Linked DNA regions of Mus musculus: all the other regions are linked to region 1. The links are chromatin contacts, called in public ChIA-PET, Micro-C and promoter capture Hi-C maps. All regions are on one chromosome and are shown on one strand. Each heading gives the region's core, a stretch centred on a gene start, on an enhancer-like site or on the middle of the called end of the contact. The rest is flanking DNA. Distances are from core to core; before and after follow the strand shown. Region 1 holds the start of Rpl34 (ribosomal protein L34). Region 2 holds the start of Pla2g12a (phospholipase A2, group XIIA). Region 3 holds the start of Mcub (mitochondrial calcium uniporter dominant negative beta subunit). Region 4 holds the start of Cyp2u1 (cytochrome P450, family 2, subfamily u, polypeptide 1). Region 5 holds the start of Col25a1 (collagen, type XXV, alpha 1). Region 6 holds the start of Hadh (hydroxyacyl-Coenzyme A dehydrogenase).

What was found. Promoter capture Hi-C pulls out the DNA fragments that hold promoters and counts their contacts. Hi-C and Micro-C count contacts between places; a contact is called where the count stands out from the background. ChIA-PET counts read pairs in DNA pulled down with a chosen protein or histone mark. Capture Hi-C pulls out chosen DNA fragments and counts their contacts.
Region 2: a contact with region 1 is called in a Micro-C map of embryonic stem cells, with 5 times the contacts expected there. The contact joins the promoter of Pla2g12a here to the promoter of Rpl34 in region 1. A contact is called at or near these places in 5 of 39 promoter capture datasets (embryonic stem cells, hippocampal neurons, neural stem cells and 1 more), 3 of 484 Hi-C or Micro-C datasets (B cells, the G1E-ER4 cell line and embryonic stem cells), 3 of 115 datasets of contacts at active chromatin or transcription factors (embryonic stem cells, fetal liver and memory CD8 T cells) and 2 of 9 other capture datasets (macrophages and pancreatic islet).
Region 3: a contact with region 1 is called in an RNA polymerase II ChIA-PET map of memory CD8 T cells, with 6 read pairs. The contact joins the promoter of Mcub here to the promoter of Rpl34 in region 1. A contact is called at or near these places in 3 of 115 datasets of contacts at active chromatin or transcription factors (bone marrow-derived macrophages, embryonic stem cells and memory CD8 T cells).
Region 4: a promoter capture Hi-C map of adipose tissue shows a contact between it and region 1. The contact joins the promoter of Cyp2u1 here to the promoter of Rpl34 in region 1. A contact is called at or near these places in 7 of 39 promoter capture datasets (cranial neural crest, embryonic stem cells, hippocampal neurons and 3 more), 3 of 484 Hi-C or Micro-C datasets (B cells, CD4 T cells and forebrain), 12 of 115 datasets of contacts at active chromatin or transcription factors (astrocytes, bone marrow-derived macrophages, craniofacial prominence and 9 more) and 3 of 9 other capture datasets (adipose tissue, liver and macrophages).
Region 5: a contact with region 1 is called in a promoter capture Hi-C map of cranial neural crest. The contact joins the promoter of Col25a1 here to the promoter of Rpl34 in region 1. A contact is called at or near these places in 3 of 39 promoter capture datasets (cranial neural crest and liver) and 1 of 115 datasets of contacts at active chromatin or transcription factors (bone marrow-derived macrophages).
Region 6: a promoter capture Hi-C map of adipose tissue shows a contact between it and region 1. The contact joins the promoter of Hadh here to the promoter of Rpl34 in region 1. A contact is called at or near these places in 8 of 39 promoter capture datasets (the 3T3-L1 cell line, cranial neural crest, embryonic stem cells and 5 more), 1 of 15 datasets of contacts at CTCF or cohesin (the NIH/3T3 cell line), 8 of 484 Hi-C or Micro-C datasets (B cells, the G1E-ER4 cell line, LSK cells and 5 more), 36 of 115 datasets of contacts at active chromatin or transcription factors (the 230-238 cell line, the NIH/3T3 cell line, the SCID.adh cell line and 22 more) and 5 of 9 other capture datasets (adipose tissue, embryonic stem cells, liver and 2 more).

The regions. Positions count from the first base shown.
Region 1 is chr3:130,729,052-130,731,710 of GRCm38.p6, forward strand. It overlaps Rpl34 (ribosomal protein L34), which reads right to left and starts at 1,347. Exons shown (of 5, transcript NM_001005859.3): 1 at 1,267-1,347; 2 at 178-251; 3 at 1-99. The coding sequence starts at 242.
Region 2 is chr3:129,877,255-129,879,913 of GRCm38.p6, forward strand. It overlaps Pla2g12a (phospholipase A2, group XIIA), which reads left to right and starts at 1,352. Exons shown (of 4, transcript NM_023196.4): 1 at 1,352-1,681. The coding sequence starts at 1,465.
Region 3 is chr3:129,968,907-129,971,565 of GRCm38.p6, forward strand. It overlaps Mcub (mitochondrial calcium uniporter dominant negative beta subunit), which reads right to left and starts at 1,300. Exons shown (of 8, transcript NM_025779.3): 1 at 1,044-1,300. The coding sequence starts at 1,169.
Region 4 is chr3:131,301,859-131,304,517 of GRCm38.p6, forward strand. Cyp2u1 (cytochrome P450, family 2, subfamily u, polypeptide 1) reads right to left here and starts at 1,369. Exons shown (of 5, transcript NM_027816.3): 1 at 822-1,369. The coding sequence starts at 1,269.
Region 5 is chr3:130,179,550-130,182,208 of GRCm38.p6, forward strand. Col25a1 (collagen, type XXV, alpha 1) reads left to right here and starts at 1,296. Exons shown (of 38, transcript NM_029838.4): 1 at 1,296-2,231. The coding sequence starts at 1,935.
Region 6 is chr3:131,270,810-131,273,468 of GRCm38.p6, forward strand. It overlaps Hadh (hydroxyacyl-Coenzyme A dehydrogenase), which reads right to left and starts at 1,292. Exons shown (of 8, transcript NM_008212.4): 1 at 1,067-1,292. The coding sequence starts at 1,198.

The sequences.
Region 1 (2,659 bases), core at 97-2,596:
CCTCGAAGTCTGCCTGGGCACACGCCACATGCAGATTTAGGTGCTTTCCCAACCTTCTTGGTGTAGAGGTAAACAATCCTGTTGCCAGGGGTTCGAGACCTAGGAAGGGAGATTGTAAGTAGCTCAGCATACTAGAGAAAGCGATTTGAAAGTTATTTCAAACTTGCAGATACTTACAGCCTAGTTTTGTTAGAGGCTGTGTTGTAGGAAAGCCTACGGCGGTATGTCAAACGCTGGACCATCCTGAGTGCCTACAATTTAGAGAGAACACAATCACCTTTCACCATAATAAAGGCCAAAGCGTCACCACATAAAATATCTTACATTCATATACACACTCATTCACACCGTGCTCTTACAAAGGCCCGGTTCTAAAGAATCCCACATTTAAACTAGAGATGAAGAGCTCCTGGGCTCTAAGACAGTATTCCCCCCTAATTTATACAGCTACCAGTAGGATGAAGACACCGAACTACCCCAGTGGCGGCAGCTGGTAAGGCGTCATGACAATCTAGGTCTTGTCCCAAAACAGCGTCCTGGAGAAGTCTTGTTTACTACTAGGGCCGGGTTTCGTGCTGTTTCAAATCCAACTTCGTTCGTTCCTTAGCAGACCAGCTACTAAAGGACTCTCCAGCCCGCAGCAGCGATGCTGCATTTTGGACTCCAGACCGTCAACGTGCCAGACAAACATTCTACCCGAGAGCTTCACACACAGGCGACTTCGTTTAAATCTCAAGCCCTGGGACGAATGGCTGGAGTTGATTAATAAGCGCTACAGGTGACCTGTCTTCCACACCTTCCCAACACCCACTTTACGTAAAAGGAGCCCAAACGCCAAGCGCGACCCGGACCAGTGCTAAGGACCCTGAGCCGCCACTGCTTGATTCGTATCTTCCTAACCAAGCCAGCCGCCGCCGCCGCGTCCCGCTCGCTGACTAGCCACCATGGCAGACAGCACCAGGGGAGCAGCCGGAGGCCGCGCTCCGCTCGCTCTGCGCTTCACGACCACGACTCGGTCTCTCGCTCGCCGTAGCCGACGGCCAGGGTGCGCGCAGCTCCGGCCACTCACCGCTTCGGAAGCCGGGTTTGATCTCGGGCTTCCCGAGTCTACGAGCCGAGGCCTCGGCCGGTACGCACCTCTCCTCGTCCCTCACCACCGACCCCAGCGACAGTCCCGACCCCAAGGGCGTCCCGCCCGCCTGACGCCTCGGATGGCTACGGATCGTAAACGGTAAAAAAACACAGAGCAGAAGAAGGCCACCATACCTCTGAGCACCGTCCCCGGAAGAGGAAAAGGAAGGGGCGGGTGAGTTCAGGGGTCAAGTGTGACGGCGCCGGACAGGAAGTACGTCAGGGAAGGCGGCGCGTCAGCGAGCGCGCCGCCATGTTGTACGGAAGCGGACGCGGGGAACCTGTGTGGATGGCGCCGCGTTGAGCGGCGGATGTGTAGTGCGGCTTCCGTAGGCGGGTGCGTTTTCTAGCCCCGGTAGGAACGTCACGTGAGAAGTTAGGTGTAGGGTCCCTGGTGGGAGCAAAAGCGAGTGACAGAGGAGGCGTCCCCACTTCCATAAGAGAAAACAAGGGCCACGATGCCTTTATCCTAGGGTAATTAGACCTGGTTTAAAATCTTTATGGCGTCCTGTACATAAGGTAGCCCGGGCCCTTCTGCTTCCCGGCCTCTTCTGTTTTTCAGCCAGAGCACACACTTTACAGACTTTTAACCAAGCATTTGCTAATTACTAGCTATCTCACTTTGGGCAAGTCCGCAAGTCTCTAAAAGGAAGATATTAAATACCCCTGTGGCGCTCTGATCAAAAGATCTCCCAAAGTTAAAGCACTTAACCTGCAAGTCTTACAGAGAGCAAGAACGCTATAAAGGGTGGTTAATTTATGATTGTGTGCAAACGACTATTTGAGACTTTGCCTGGATGGTAAAGTTTTGTCTGCAAGATGAAGAGGAGGACCAGAGGGAGTCAGCGACCTCCAAATGTCTATGTGAACGTTTACACTATGGGTCCTTGTTTTTCATCATGTTGTCAAAAGTAATGAACACCTTCCTTGGACTTGAAAGAAGAGCCCATTATCACTGCCATCTTTGTCAAGAAACTAGGTAAACCGCTCTGACTATATCCTTTCCTCGGGTCTCTCTCAAATAGCTGTCCGTATGCATGCGCCTGCGGTCTCTGTTCTTCCCACTGTGGAATCTCTCCAGTCTCTGTTTTAGGCGTTGGATAAAGGCTGGTGTAGAGAGACAAACCTAGTTTTGAATAAATGAATGAATACATTTCCTTATTCATTTTTAAATGAAGACATGCCAAGGCAAGATCATCAAATTAAGCCGGGCAGTGGTGGCGCACGCCTTTAATCCCAGCACTTGGGAGGCAGAGGCAGGCAGATTTCTGAGTTCAAGGCCAGCCAGCCTGGTCTACAGAGTGAGTTCCAGGACATCCAGGGCTACACAGAGAAACCCTGTCTCGAAAAAGCAAAAAAAAAAAAAAAAAAAAAAAAAAAAAAGCAAAAAAAAAAGAAAAAAAAAGTCATCAAATTAATGACCTAAATGTTTTCACCCAGTCCATTCATGTTTTCATTGCATAACATGTAATGCCCTGATATAATCAGCTACCCGCTAACAACCACATGGTTAATAAAGTGTTCCACT
Region 2 (2,659 bases), core at 102-2,601, 850 kb before region 1:
AAGACAGGAGATCCCAGACTGTTCCAAGGGAGACTGAAGAAGACAGAAGCCACCTTGGGGAAGGAGAATGCCCCTGGTTCTAGATGGGTCAAGGAAAGAAAATACAGTGTCTGGGGACAAAACTGATGACGACAGGGTACCAGGGAGGGGGATCTGAGTCTGTGGCAATGGTGAGATTTTATTTTAATTATGAGGTGACTGCTGTGGCCATGGATGGCAGATCATAAAGAGAAGTGAGGAACTGAATCCGGTTTAACCAGTCGTGTTATTGCATCCGTGTGCAATAGACGAGAAAAGGTGCCAAAGAATCTGGCATTTGAGAACGTAATCCCCAGAGAGAGACACGCGGCAACCCGTGTCCTCAGAGCACAGGTTATTGTTAAGGTAAAAGACATACATTCAGCAAGATGTAAATGTGTAAAGAAATAGAAAAGAGAGAGGCTTGGCGCCAAGATCCTAGCACTTGAGAGGATAGTGTGTTCAAGGCAAGTTGGAGGGCAGCCTGGGCTACAGGCCAAGACTCTGTCTCAGAAAAATTAACTGAGGGCTGGTCCCAGGTAACCTTACCGCATTTGTCCCGCTTCGGAAGACACACTCCTGCCTCCCTTTCCTCTGCCTAGTCGGTGATTAGCTTTTTCTCTACAGTATTTAGAATTTTAAGGAGGGATAACTGCCAACTTCTCCTTCCTTAGAATTAGAAGCAATGGAGGAAGTGCTCTGGCAGATTGAGCAGAGTTCCATCTTCAACAATCCTCCAGACCATGCTGCGCTGCTAGGACTGCGGCTGATCATAGGGTTCCCACAAGAACCCAGGAGGCAAATCCAGGCTTGGTAGGGTGCAAGGCCAGCCCGTGTTCAAACAGTTTTCTACGCTGGACCCCAGGCCTTGTCCAGTAAAGGCTGGGACTGCGGAGCCCAAGGGAGGCTGTGCTACTGGAGTCGTTCTAAATTATGGTGTCTCGGTAAACAGGAGAGCTTTGTAAAACAAGCAAGCAAACAAACCTCACTAGGAGCTGGGAGGCGGTGGCGCACGCCTTTAATCCCAGCAGGCGGATCTCTTGAGTTCGAGGCCAACCTGGTCTAGGTGAGTTCCAGGACAGCCAGGGCTACACAGAGACCCAGTCTTGAAAAACAATACAAAAAACAAACAAAACAAAACAAAACCAATTCACTGTGGTGTTGAACCAAAGCAATGACTATGTCTAGGGCATTGGCAAGGCGTTTTTAAGACTCCATAGAGGCAGGACCGTAAGCTACGGGAGCGTTCCGGAGACCACGTGGGCAATGAGGCTCCCACGCTCGGGCGCATGCGCACTGTGGGCAGCGGCGCGCGTGCCCGGGCGGGCCCACCGTTCGGCGCAGCTCAGTGACGGGGCGCGAGCTCGCGAGCGCGGAGGAGGCCGGGGGCCTGAGCCGGAGCCGGAGCGCGCGCCGCTGCCCAGCCCCGCCGCGCCGGCCCCGCAGATGGTGACTCCGCGGCCCGCGCCCGCCCGGAGCCCCGCGCTCCTCCTCCTCCTGCTGCTGGCCACTGCGCGTGGGCAGGAACAGGACCAGACCACCGACTGGAGGGCCACCCTCAAGACCATCCGCAACGGCATCCACAAGATAGACACGTACCTCAACGCCGCGCTGGACCTGCTGGGCGGGGAGGACGGGCTCTGCCAGTACAAGTGCAGCGACGGTGAGCCGCGACAAGGGGGCGCGGGGTGGCAGGGGGTTGGAGGCGGGACAGTCCCCGGAGGCTGGGGGGTTGGGGGGAAATGCGAGAATCCGAGCCAGGCAAGTGGATGGGGACGGGTATGAAGCGAGAAAATAAAGGGACTGGTGCCAGGCAGGGGGATGTGTGTGTGTGGAGTGTGGAACAGGTAGATGAACAAGTGTGGAGCAGGTGGATGGGGCACAAGTGGGGGGCTAGAAGATGGAGGGGTACGTGTGGGGCAGGTTGTGGGGCGGGGGACACTTGCGGAGCAGGGGGGCGGGGACAGGGAAGCGGGATGGAAGGACGAGTGCGGGACAGGGGGATTAGGGGAACAGACGCCAGACAGGCATTGACTGCGTCCTCGGGTGTGGAAAGAATGAGCAGCGCTTGGAGCGTGCTGTCCTTGGGATTGAGCAAGCTGGGAACAAATGTGAGAGGTCACCTGAGTGCGCGCTCTGCACTCTGCTCTCCTTTGCATCTGAGCTTCTCGCCCTCTCTCCCCGCCATTGCACAAAGTTGCCTAAGAACTTTCTGATGTACGGGGCGGGGTGGGGGTGGGGGGCGGGAAAGGTGGGAGGGAAGTGGGACAGACTGAGTTTAGCACGTGCGGTCATGCACAGGCGCGCGCACACACATCATGTAATTGGTTCAGCTAAACATAGAAAGCCAAACGACAATTTAAAAGCCATCAGTTGGTGTTAAGTGCCATTTTGTTTGTTTACCTGCAAAGCTAGGTAAAATAAATTGTGGCTTTTGTATAGATTTCTGATGTACTTGGTTTTTGAGGGAGGTATACTGCATTGAAAAAGTTCCCTAACTTCTGGAAAACAATCTAAGACTTGCAGTTTTGTCTTGATTTGATTTTTGAGACAGGGTCTCAGGTAGCCCATGCTGGCATTGAAGTTGGTATGTAGCTGAGACTGACCTTAAACTCCTGTTCCTTGGCCACCCAGGTTTTGG
Region 3 (2,659 bases), core at 50-2,549, 760 kb before region 1:
AAGGAGTGAGTAGTTAAGAGTGTTCGGAATGCCTTTGTCTCTGAGAGGTAAACCTTAAAGTACTATTTTTAGAGAACTTTTCTGAAACCACTTCACTGAGTTTGCCCACAATAAGTTTTAAGGAGTTTGCCTTAGGTAGAAGTGTCAAAATGGACGTTTCTGCTTGCTTTCAAACATTTAACAAAAGTGTTCCTTTAAGCATTGAAATATTTCTTTTATCGGTGTAAATTCTGGGGCATTAAGACTATACTTGGGGGGCAGAATCCAAGGATTGGGGCACTGGGGCAGTCGAGCCGGAAAGATACAGGAACTGAAAGCGATGGAGCTGACACAGCTCCGTTCTCACTGCAGTGAGAGATAGTAAATATGTTCATATATCGCTCTCCCTTTAGCAGTCTGAAAGCTAACCCAGTAATTGAGGTGTGGGCAGACTCAGCTCCAGTCCCAGCCCCAAGCAGCCTCGGGTCCCTTTCCCCTGGCCCCCTTTGTATCATGAAGCTAGTAAACTCAGCACGTTCCCGCTCTTCTTCCTTTTCTGTGCCCATCCACACCTCTTCCCTCCTCCTCGAGGTTCCACACAGGCCATGACACAAACTGTGCCCGCCTAACTGTTACAGCACACACTTCTGATTCACCACTGACTCGGGTTTACATGTAACGAAAGGGAGGGGCTCCGGGTTTGGAGGAGGGGCAAGACAGGGTCCTGGGCCAGTCCACCCTGGAAGACAGCATCCCAGGTTACAGCCCACCCCGATGACAGCCACCCTCCGATGACACAGCCCACCAAGCTCTCGCGGCCTCCCCTCCACCCCGGCGACTACAGACCGCAGGACACAGCGGTGGGGTCAGCGGGCTGCGCTCCCGGGAGATGCGCCCCGCGCTGGCCGCTCCTGGCCTGTCTCCCCCACAGCCCCGGGACAAGTCGCCCGCGGCCACCACCTGTCGGGGTGCGGAGCAGCACGCAGGGAACTGCTTTCACTCCTGCCGAACTTGCCCAACGCAAACTTTCCACCCGAGGCTCCCGAGCCTGCGCCGCGCCTTACCTGGGGTGTGGATGGCAGCTCCCTGGGATCCCCGCGGCCGCGGGCTCGGATCGTCCGCAGCAGCTGCCACCGACCCAGACATAGCCCGCTCGGGAGCATCCTCCTGCCGGACAGAGCTCCTGGCATTAACGACGCATCCTCATCCGGCTGCTATAGCCCAGCCCGCTGTGGGCTCTGCCCGCCCCGCCGACTGGGGCGGCGACAGGAGGGTGTGTCCCCGCTTTGACTTCGCTTGGTGCACACCCGGGCTCCAGGCTGGGTATTTTTCCTCCGACAAAAAAAGAAACATTTTTTTTTCTCTCTCTTTAAAAAAGCGCAAACGAGTGGCGAACTTCTTCCTGGCTCCCTCACATACGTCTTGAGAAAGGAAAGAGGAGCTGGACTCACACCATGCAGCTGTTGATGTCAAAACCCAACAGAAGCCAGGACCGGAAGTAGTGAGGCTTGCTTGGGACCTCAGATTTGGGAACGCAGGCCGATGATTGGGAGTTCAAGGCCACCATCCACTAAAAAGTTGGAGTACACTCTGAGCTACCCCAAACCCTGCCACAACATGAACCAAAACTCCAGGGCTCTGAGGAAAGGACTGGGAGCTGGGAGCTGAAAGGTCCCTGGAAATTGCGCTCCTTTGCCCGGCTGGAAAGAGGAAGAAAAATGAGTTTGCCAAAGCTCCACCTCCAGGTGGGCTCCAAGGCTTGGGATGAGCCTCTCCTGGGCCTCAGATCACTGGCAAAGTCAGCCCAGGACTCTAGATGCTCCAGAGATTTGTAGTTCATTACAGGCTGGCCCAAGTCCAGACACTGGGAAATTTTCTTCCACAGCAAAGCTTGCTTCTCTTTGGGGGGCACATGAAAGGACCCTGCTCCCCGAGGGGCAGGAGTTAAGCATTGCGAAATCACTGTTAAAACCGCTATTAGCGTTAACGATCAGTTCTGTAGGCTCGCATTGTAAGCACTCTCAATGCTCAATGCTCGACGCTCGCTTTCCTGTAAATGGCAAACATGTGGGGGTGGGGAGGCAATTTGGCTTCCTAATTGGCAGCTGTTAGGCTTCCCCTGATTCCTGGCTGCCTCGAGCCAAAGGACTGTCAGTCAAACACTCTGCCATTCTGAGCGCAGCACAGATGCCTTGAGGAAACTACAGGATGGTGATCAAAGCTCCCAAGGTTACAGCCCCAGCCTGGAGTGTTTCAGTTTACACAGGGCGGTTTTGCTATCACATGCCCTGTCACTATTTCTAACCAGCCCAGAAGAGAAGCATTTTACCTGGCAGCTCAAAAGTTACAGTTGTTGTCTTTGGTGTGAACACAAACCATCTGTGTGAGAGTTTTGCTGTGATTGGTACACTATCCCCCGCCCCACCCCCACCCCCGCCCGCCCCTCTAGCCATGTAATCCCAGTGTTTGGCTGGTTGGTAAGCTAGCTGCGGAGGCACCATTGCGTTTCCCTGCTCTGGTGTTACAACCTTAGATCCAATAGAAGGCTTCTCCAGGTCAGTGGTAATGATGCACTTTAATTCCAGTAATCAGGAGGCAGAAACAAGAGGACCTTAGTTTGTAAGTTCAAGGCCAGCCGGGACTCTATAATAGGTTCCAAGCCAGTCGAGGCTACATAGTG
Region 4 (2,659 bases), core at 119-2,618, 570 kb after region 1:
CTTGATATAGCAGTCAAGCTCTCCGTGCTCCAGCCCAGTGCTCACACCTGCCCTCCCCATTACAGGTGCCTCCAATTCCAGAGCTTTCTGAGGCCTTACATGGGGAGTTTCCAAGGCAAAATTAGAAATGGGGTGAGGGAGGGGATATCAAAGTATGAAGTCAGGGGGCCACTCTCCTGAACCGAAGCATATATATGCCACCCACAATGGATTCAGTCTTGTACTTCAGTGTCTGAAGACAGAACACAGGATTGACAGGTGGCTGGAGAATAGGAGATCGAGACCCTGTGTCTGCCGAGGGAGATATACACGGGCTCTGGGAACAGACTGGCTATCTTGAAATATTCTCTCAAAAAAATTAGTCACTTTCTCTTAAATTTAACCTCAGGCAAGTTCTTTAGTCACCCGCGGGGAGCAGCCACATTCTTTGCCAAAATATTAGAGGCTATGAACACATCCGGTTCACCAGTCTCCTAGCTTGGATTCTGGCCATTCCTAAGGGGGAAAAAAATATCTTCTTATACTTTTGCAACTGAATGATACTCGGTGAAATGAATCCCCCTCCCCCTTTTCCTAACACAGCCAATGTTTAGAAACGTTGAGATCAGACCTATGCGTGAGAAGGCCTCACTTGGGACAAAGGAAGGCTTCCGGGGTGGGTGGTCCTTATTTTACAGTTTGGTGCCCACACCTCCCTCACTTTCCAGTGTGTCTCCCACTTTAATCGCACACTAGAAAGCCACGCCTCCGTCCTCTATCCCCTATGCTGGTCATGACGCAGGTCCTGCCGCCTGGGGATCCTGAGCCCGCGGCGCGCTCACCCTTCTCCTTGGTCATGATGGAGATGAGCGGCATCCGCGGGCGGTCACTGAACACTTCAGCCTGCTGCACTAGCGCCTCGCGCACGCTGTGGAAGTCGCTGAGGACCACCACCAGACGGTGGCCGATGAAGAAGCTGAAGATGTTGCCATAGACACGGGCCATCCTGGCCAGGTACACATGCTGGCCCACCGTGTCCGTCTGGCTGCCCGAGCCCAGCCAGAACTGCGGTCGTAGAAAGCGCGGCACCAGCAAGTGCCCGAAGTTACCCACGAGTGGCCGAGGCTTGGGCCCCGGAGGGATGCCGCAGGCGCGTTGCCGCCGCAGCCAAACCCAGCCTAGCAGCACCGCCAGCAGGCAAAGTAGCAGCGCGCCTCCTGTCGCCCGCACGTGCAGTCTAGCTCCCGGCTGCTCCCCTGCCGCGGGACGCTGGTCCCCGAGCGAGGACATGTCCCAGGTACCGCCTGCATCTAGCTCCGCTGCAGACGCGCCGGCACCGCGACAGTAGCCGGCTACATGACTCAAGGTCAACCGCGAGGCAGGGCAAGGCACGCCCTTCCGATTGGCTGCGCCGCGTGCCCCTCTCGGGATCCTCCAGTCAGCTGCTCCTGCATAAGGTGGGGGCGGGACGTCCTACGGGACGGCTGGTGGTGACGAGTGGTCTCTCGCAGCACAGCTGAGCTGTCCTGAGTGGGGTTTTGTTTGTTTGTTTGTTTGTTTGTTTGTTTGTTTTGCCAGTTTAGTGCACTAGCAGCAGCAGGCTCCTCCAGGGGGTGTGAGCTTTCTGTGGGTTTCTGCATATGGCCTGACTATATCAAAACACTCAGAGAACCCGGGCTGGGTGACTGCTTTATTAATTAGCCTTAGACAAGACCTGAAATGCTGAGCTAGTATCCAACAATGTGATGTGTGGATATTCCAACATCTGGGGATGGCTCCAGAGTGCTTTACCTTCCTGTCATTTACAGGCCAGATGTTGTGGTTTCTCTCGGTTAGACTCTCCCTAGAATTGTCGATGCCCCCCCCCCTTTTTTTTCTATTTTAATTTTTCTATTCTTATTTCTATTTTCTACTTTTATTTGAATCTTGATAGCCTAGAACTCCTTATGTAGACCAGTTTGGCTACCAATTCAGAGATCCACCTACATCTGCCTCCAGAATTCACATATTAAAGACATATACTACCATGCTGGGGGAGGGGGTCAAATTCTAGCCCATGCTTGTGGTAGGGAAGTGCTTCACCTGTGATCCACGTTTGGTTCCTGTGTTAGATCACTCCCTCCCAACAAACACACGCACACACCACACAGAATTTGAACACTATGGTGCGTTATAAATATGACCAAAGCTTGAAGGGTGGTGACTTCTTTTCCTATTATGTGGGTTTTTAAAAAATATCTACTGTTCTCTACTGCTTTTGCCGTAGTTAGTAAAGTACACAAATACATTCTTCCTTCTCCCCTCCACAAACTACAAAAGCCCCTGTCACATTTCCAGTAATTAACCCTTATCAGATTCCTTTTCTTGTGTGACTTTAAACAAGATTTCCGAGTATAAGACATTAAGATGTTCATTATTATCTTGTTACTGTCTTGCAACTGGCCGCTCCTGTAACTCACAGTCCAGCCTTAATTGGAAGCCCCCTGTTTACGCTTCCACTGTTGGGTGCGATCACAGGAGTACTGTACTCTCCCCAGAGCACACATACACTTTCCAGCTGCTTGTTGGCAGATGCAGTCTCCAATACGGCATTTCCTTCTCTTTATGCCATTCTCTAACCCACTACTATCGGGTGAGCTCAATTCACAAATTATCTTAAGCTGTTTAGTCCCCCTTTTTC
Region 5 (2,659 bases), core at 46-2,545, 550 kb before region 1:
TATGTCTATGTATTTAGAGATGACAGTCTGGAGTTGGTTCCGGAAGGAAACAGTCTCCTCCAGCAGCCATTGATTGTTAGTAGCTCTTATTCTAGGCACCGGGTCTCATGCAAGGTCCCCGATCCACGTTGGCATGTGAGCATAGTTGTTATTCAGGTCTTGAGGTCTTGTTTTATGCAACCACTTGTTGAGATTCATAAGTGCAGGCTTCCTGCTATGTCTATCCTAAGTCCCCCTTGGCACTGTAGTTTACACACGAGAAGCAACTGCTCCGGGTTAGGTATTTTGTTCATTGATTATAGTAGTAACTGGTTGTGGTAATCGGTTAGGGAGGGAAAGAAACGTACGTGACATTTCTTAAGATGAAAAGGCAAAAAGGAAGGTCTTTTGGAAGGAGAGTTAGGGTTGTGTTTTCTTCTCTAAAATCAATTGGATGCAAAATGCTACTTGTTATCAATTTAGAAAAAAAAAAAAAATCCCAGTAGAGACTTAGTAATTTGATCCAGAGGGAAGAGGCAAGCTGAGAGTCAAGGAAGAGGAAAAACTGACTTCATTCTTCAGCTCTTTCCTAAATCCTGAGAAATGTGTATGCCTCAAACACTCACAAAACAGCGAATCAGGAAAACACATTAGCACCCTAGTACAGAGAAAGAGCCCAGAGCTGGGGGGGGGGGGGGGGGCAGCATCAAGACAAGAGGAAACGGGGGAGGGGCGAGAAAACTTCCCCAGTCATCTGCAGCAAGGCGTGGGAAGGAAGGGAAGTGGGGAAGGTACCCTGCAGACGTCAGCCAGACACTTTGCCTCTGGGCATGTGGGAACGAACTGAGGGAGGAGGGAAAACGTCGCGCAAGGGCTAGATGGAGGAGCTCCTGTGGCTGCCTTTGAGCGAGGATCTGGAGAGCTGGAGCCTTCTGCTTCCGTTCTTTCCTTCAGGAGGCCATTTCTCCATTTTTTAACCCAAATAGGGGGCGCTGGGCTAAGCCAGTATAAGCCACTCTGCACAGCAGACCTCAATTCGGCCCCTGGCTAGGGCCGGAGAGATGGCCTTAGGGGGACGCTGAAGTTACTCGGTGGTGGGAGGGGGAAGGGTCTCCAAGCTCCTCTCCAATCACAGTGGTTGCTGTAGCTATTTGCATATATTATGCTAATAGAGACCTCGGGCTCCGCTCCCACCCGCGCTCCCGCCCCTTCGTGGGTCCAGGCGGGCTGGGCGAAGGTGAATATATTATGCTAATAAGGAGGCTCCTGCGGGAGGGGGCGGTCCGCGCTTCAGGCGCGCGCGCACTGTCTCACACAAGAGCATCCCGGGGTATTTAAGGCTCGCACACGCGGGTCTGCGGAGATACTTTTGGGGCCTCGCAGCTTACGATCGCTGCTTGGGTCACTCGGTCCTCTTTTTCTCTATTCCTCTACCACCCACGGGGGCTGCGCTCTCGCCGGGTCTCTGTATTTCCTTTTCTTTTTGGCCTTGAACTGATCCAGGTGGGAGACAGGTCGGCGGGTGGAAAAAGGTAGAGATAGGCAGGCAGACTCAACAGGTCGGAGCAGAGAGAGGGGCTCTCGGACCCTGCGCCTCCGCGCGGGGGACCCCTAAGGAGGTGTCGGATTGGGGGGGTCAAGAGAGCTGCCCTAGTGGGTTTCATTTCAGCTGTGACCCCAACAACACCCCCGGCGCCACACAGTCCCCGGCCGGAGGGTGCTTTTCACTCCTAGCTGGAAGGGGAGAAAGAATCTGGAGGACGGTCGGTCCACGCCTGCTGATCCGGACGCCGAGCCACGCGCAGGTCCATCTCTAAGCCCGGGCTCCGACTCTACCAACTAGTTGTGCAGCCGCAGGGACTGAACTTTGGAGGAACCGACCCTTCCTCTCATTCTAAGATTACTGGAGGAGATAGAAGGTGGAAGGCGTAGCGGAGGCCAGCGACCCCGCCACAATGTTGGTGAAGAAGCTTGCAGGGAAAGGAGGGGGACGAGAGTCTGGATCAGAAGATCCGCGCCCCTTGGGACAGCGTTGTGCCGGCACCATGCCCTCGTGCACGGCCCTGGCGACCCTCTTGTCAGTGGTTGCTGTGGCTTTCTGTTTTTATCTTGGGGTGAAAACCAACGACCTCCAGGCGAGGATTGCTGCTCTTGAATCTGCTAAAGGGACCCCTTCCTTCCATCCGCTGTCTGACACCGTGGATGAGCTGAAGGCAATGGTTCAGGAGAAAGTGGAGCGTCTCTTGGCTCAGGTGTGGAAGGCTGGGTATTTTGCACGTGAATACTGTTTTGCACAGGTGTGAGCCCTGTGTGCAGGGATAGTTTCGACCCTTAGCTGTCTGCATAGTTGACTTGACTGTATATGCCAAGTATGGAGTTAAGTACCTTGGGTATTGCTTAGTATCAAGTCTGTAGCAGATATCTTCCCTGGGTATTCCATAGTGCTTGCATGCTTAGACATATATGGGGGGTCTGGATAACGGGAGTGTGTGGAGGGGCATTTTATTTCTTTGTAGCTTTCTGGAGTCTCTTGGGAGCTCTCACTTCAACGGAGACCAATTTTTGTTGATATAAGATCTCATATCTCCTTCCCAGGGAAAGGTTAGGGAAACAGGTGTTATTAATATACAAAAGGTAATCACTTTCAAGTGAAACGATCCTATAGAGCTTGAGAATCATA
Region 6 (2,659 bases), core at 42-2,541, 540 kb after region 1:
TACATTGTTTTTCTTGGACCTGGACAACCAATCTCATTCCTCACAGCCTTGAGTTTTTGTGGTGCAGAGGGATACAGCAGACTAGCTATATTTTCTCCAGCATAGCCATGTATGGTTTTTGTTGTTTAATTTAATGGACTTTGGAAGGAAGTGCAGTCAAGGCTAATAAATAGCAAGCATGCAAGTGTGCATTTGGTTGGGAAAAGACACTGACCTGCGAATACCCTCCCTAATTAAAATTAGGTAAGCCCTTCACTGCCACAACACTCAAACTGCAAAGGCCTCAAAAGATACGAATATAATAGCAAGTTCATGGAAAAAGATCAGAGCTCTCTACTGTGTGTAGGAAGTTAACTCTTAAGAGAAAATGGTACTACAGACATCGCAGTAGCCAAACTGCACAGTTGATTTTGAACTGTGCCTCAGCTGGCACCAGGCAAAGTCCCACAGAAGCCGATCAGAGATTAGAGACGTCTCAGAGCATAAACTATGCTTATCTCTGTCGCCCACTCTCTTGAGGTTCAGAGCTGGACAAGCACGCAGATTTCAGCACCGGGCACTGGGTCAAAGGTCAAAGTTTCCTGGCCCAGGCCTGGGCGGAGTCCCAGCAACTCCACAAACTCCCACTAGGTGACTTTCCAAACTGTTACAAAAGTGAAGGCCAACGAAGGAAACTTGTGGGAGAGGCAGGACACTTGGAAAGAAAAGTGCCCAGACCAACACCCAAAGAACTGTAAAGAAAAAAAGAAAGAAAGAACAAAGAAAAAACTTATCAGGAAAACTAAAAGAAACCGCAGCCCAGGTCTTGGCGAGCGGATTCCTGTCAGATCCAGGCAGTGAGCAAACACTCTGCAACTTTGCACGCACAACTGTGCACAGTTCAGCTCCAGTGTGCACGCGTGCACCAGCGCGCTCCACCGAGCCTTCCCCGGCCCGGCAGTTAGTTGAGAAGCATGCACGTAAGGATCGGGCCGAAGGCTGTAGTTCTGGGACACTGAAGCATGCTGCACCTTCTCGGACTTCATCAAACTATTTCCACCACACCCGGGGCGCGAGGCCCGCTCACCTGCGCGATGCCGGCGCCCATCAGCCCGCCGCCGATGACGGTCACATGCTTGATCAGGATCTTCTTGGCGGCCGCCGACGCAGAGGAAGAGGAGGACATGGAGCGCAAGAATTGCCTGGTCACGAACGCCATAGCTCAGTGCAGCAGCCGAGGAGGAGCAGTGGGGACAGCGCGAGAGGTCCCGGAGCGTCGTGGGCGGGGTCGGCGACGTTGGGGGCGGGGCCTCGAACACGCCCCACCCACCCGCCTCCTGCACAAGCTGCAGGTCCACCCCGCCCCCCCCCCCAGAGGGCGGTGCCAGGACTCAGGCCAGCATGGACTCCGGCAAAGCAGGGACCCACCAAGAGACAACCTGTAGTTGCCTTCACAATCTGGTGGGCTGGAGTTGTGATCGTGAGAATTGTGTTTAGAATGAGGACGGTAACCCCGGATAGAGAACACAGGAAGGGAAAGCCTGGCTATTGGCCAACTTTCTGCCTAGTACTGTGCTAGTGATAACAGAATTACTGCTGGTTTTACTTCTAAGCGTTCATCTGGTGCCCCCAAACTCACCGTCCAGAGGAAAGCCATCCGCCTTTCACCCCACTGGAAGAAATGATAGTTAATCCTGTGTGCAATGAAGCTCCCTGCAAAAGTCTCATCTGTGTCTCACATTCTGCAGAATAAAACTAACTTCCTGTCTGAATGTTAGAGCTCGAGTCCAAGTTCTCTCGGGCTGTTTCTAGTTACCCACCTCTGTATCTAACTTAGGTTACATCGAACTTAAGCAATGTGTTGCCTAGCAGACCACTTGCTCCCATCCGTCCCAAACTAAAACAGTTAAAACAACAACAACAATAACAACAACAACAAAAACAAACAAACAAACACCGGCATAAAACCCTAGGAAAAGAATTACTTGTTCCACTGTAACCTGCCTGCCCAGGGTCTTCAGCAATGTTCTGTAAGCCGATGGCTTTATGACCTTCTTGCTCTGTAGCTATAAAAAGTTTATGTAACTCTGTCAGCAGTGAACCTTGTCCTTCAGAATTGTTTCCATGCCTGTTCCCTGCCTCGGGCTCTTGCATGTGGCTGGGAAGAGACTCTCCTGCACTCCCTTTGAAGCAGGGGCTATGTTTTGCATTGACCCTTTGAATCTTATTTTTATATTTAATTCTTCAAAATAAGCAAAGCCTACTGAGTGCTACATTCCAGCCAAGTCACAAAAATAAAATAAAATAAAAGATACTAGGAACGGAGGTAGAAGGCTACCCACAGAAACCCAACAGCTTGAAGAATGAACACGTTTATGAAGGAAGGAAGGAATGTGTACAGCAGTCTGAGGAAAGATGCAAGACAGAGAGGAGAGGCCCCTATGGCTGAGTTGCCACTGAGAGAGGACAGCACATTTCCAGGAGGCTTGATGAGAGGGTTGCAACTCTTAGTTGTCATTTGGAAAGATGAAGTATAATCCAAGTTTGGTGCTGTGATACTATAATTTTCTCTTTCTTTCTTTCTTCCTCCCTTTCTCTCTTTCTCTCTTTCTTTCTTCCTCCCTCCCTCCCTCCCTCCCTCCCTCCCTCCCTCCCTTCCTTCCTTCCTTCCTTCCTTCCT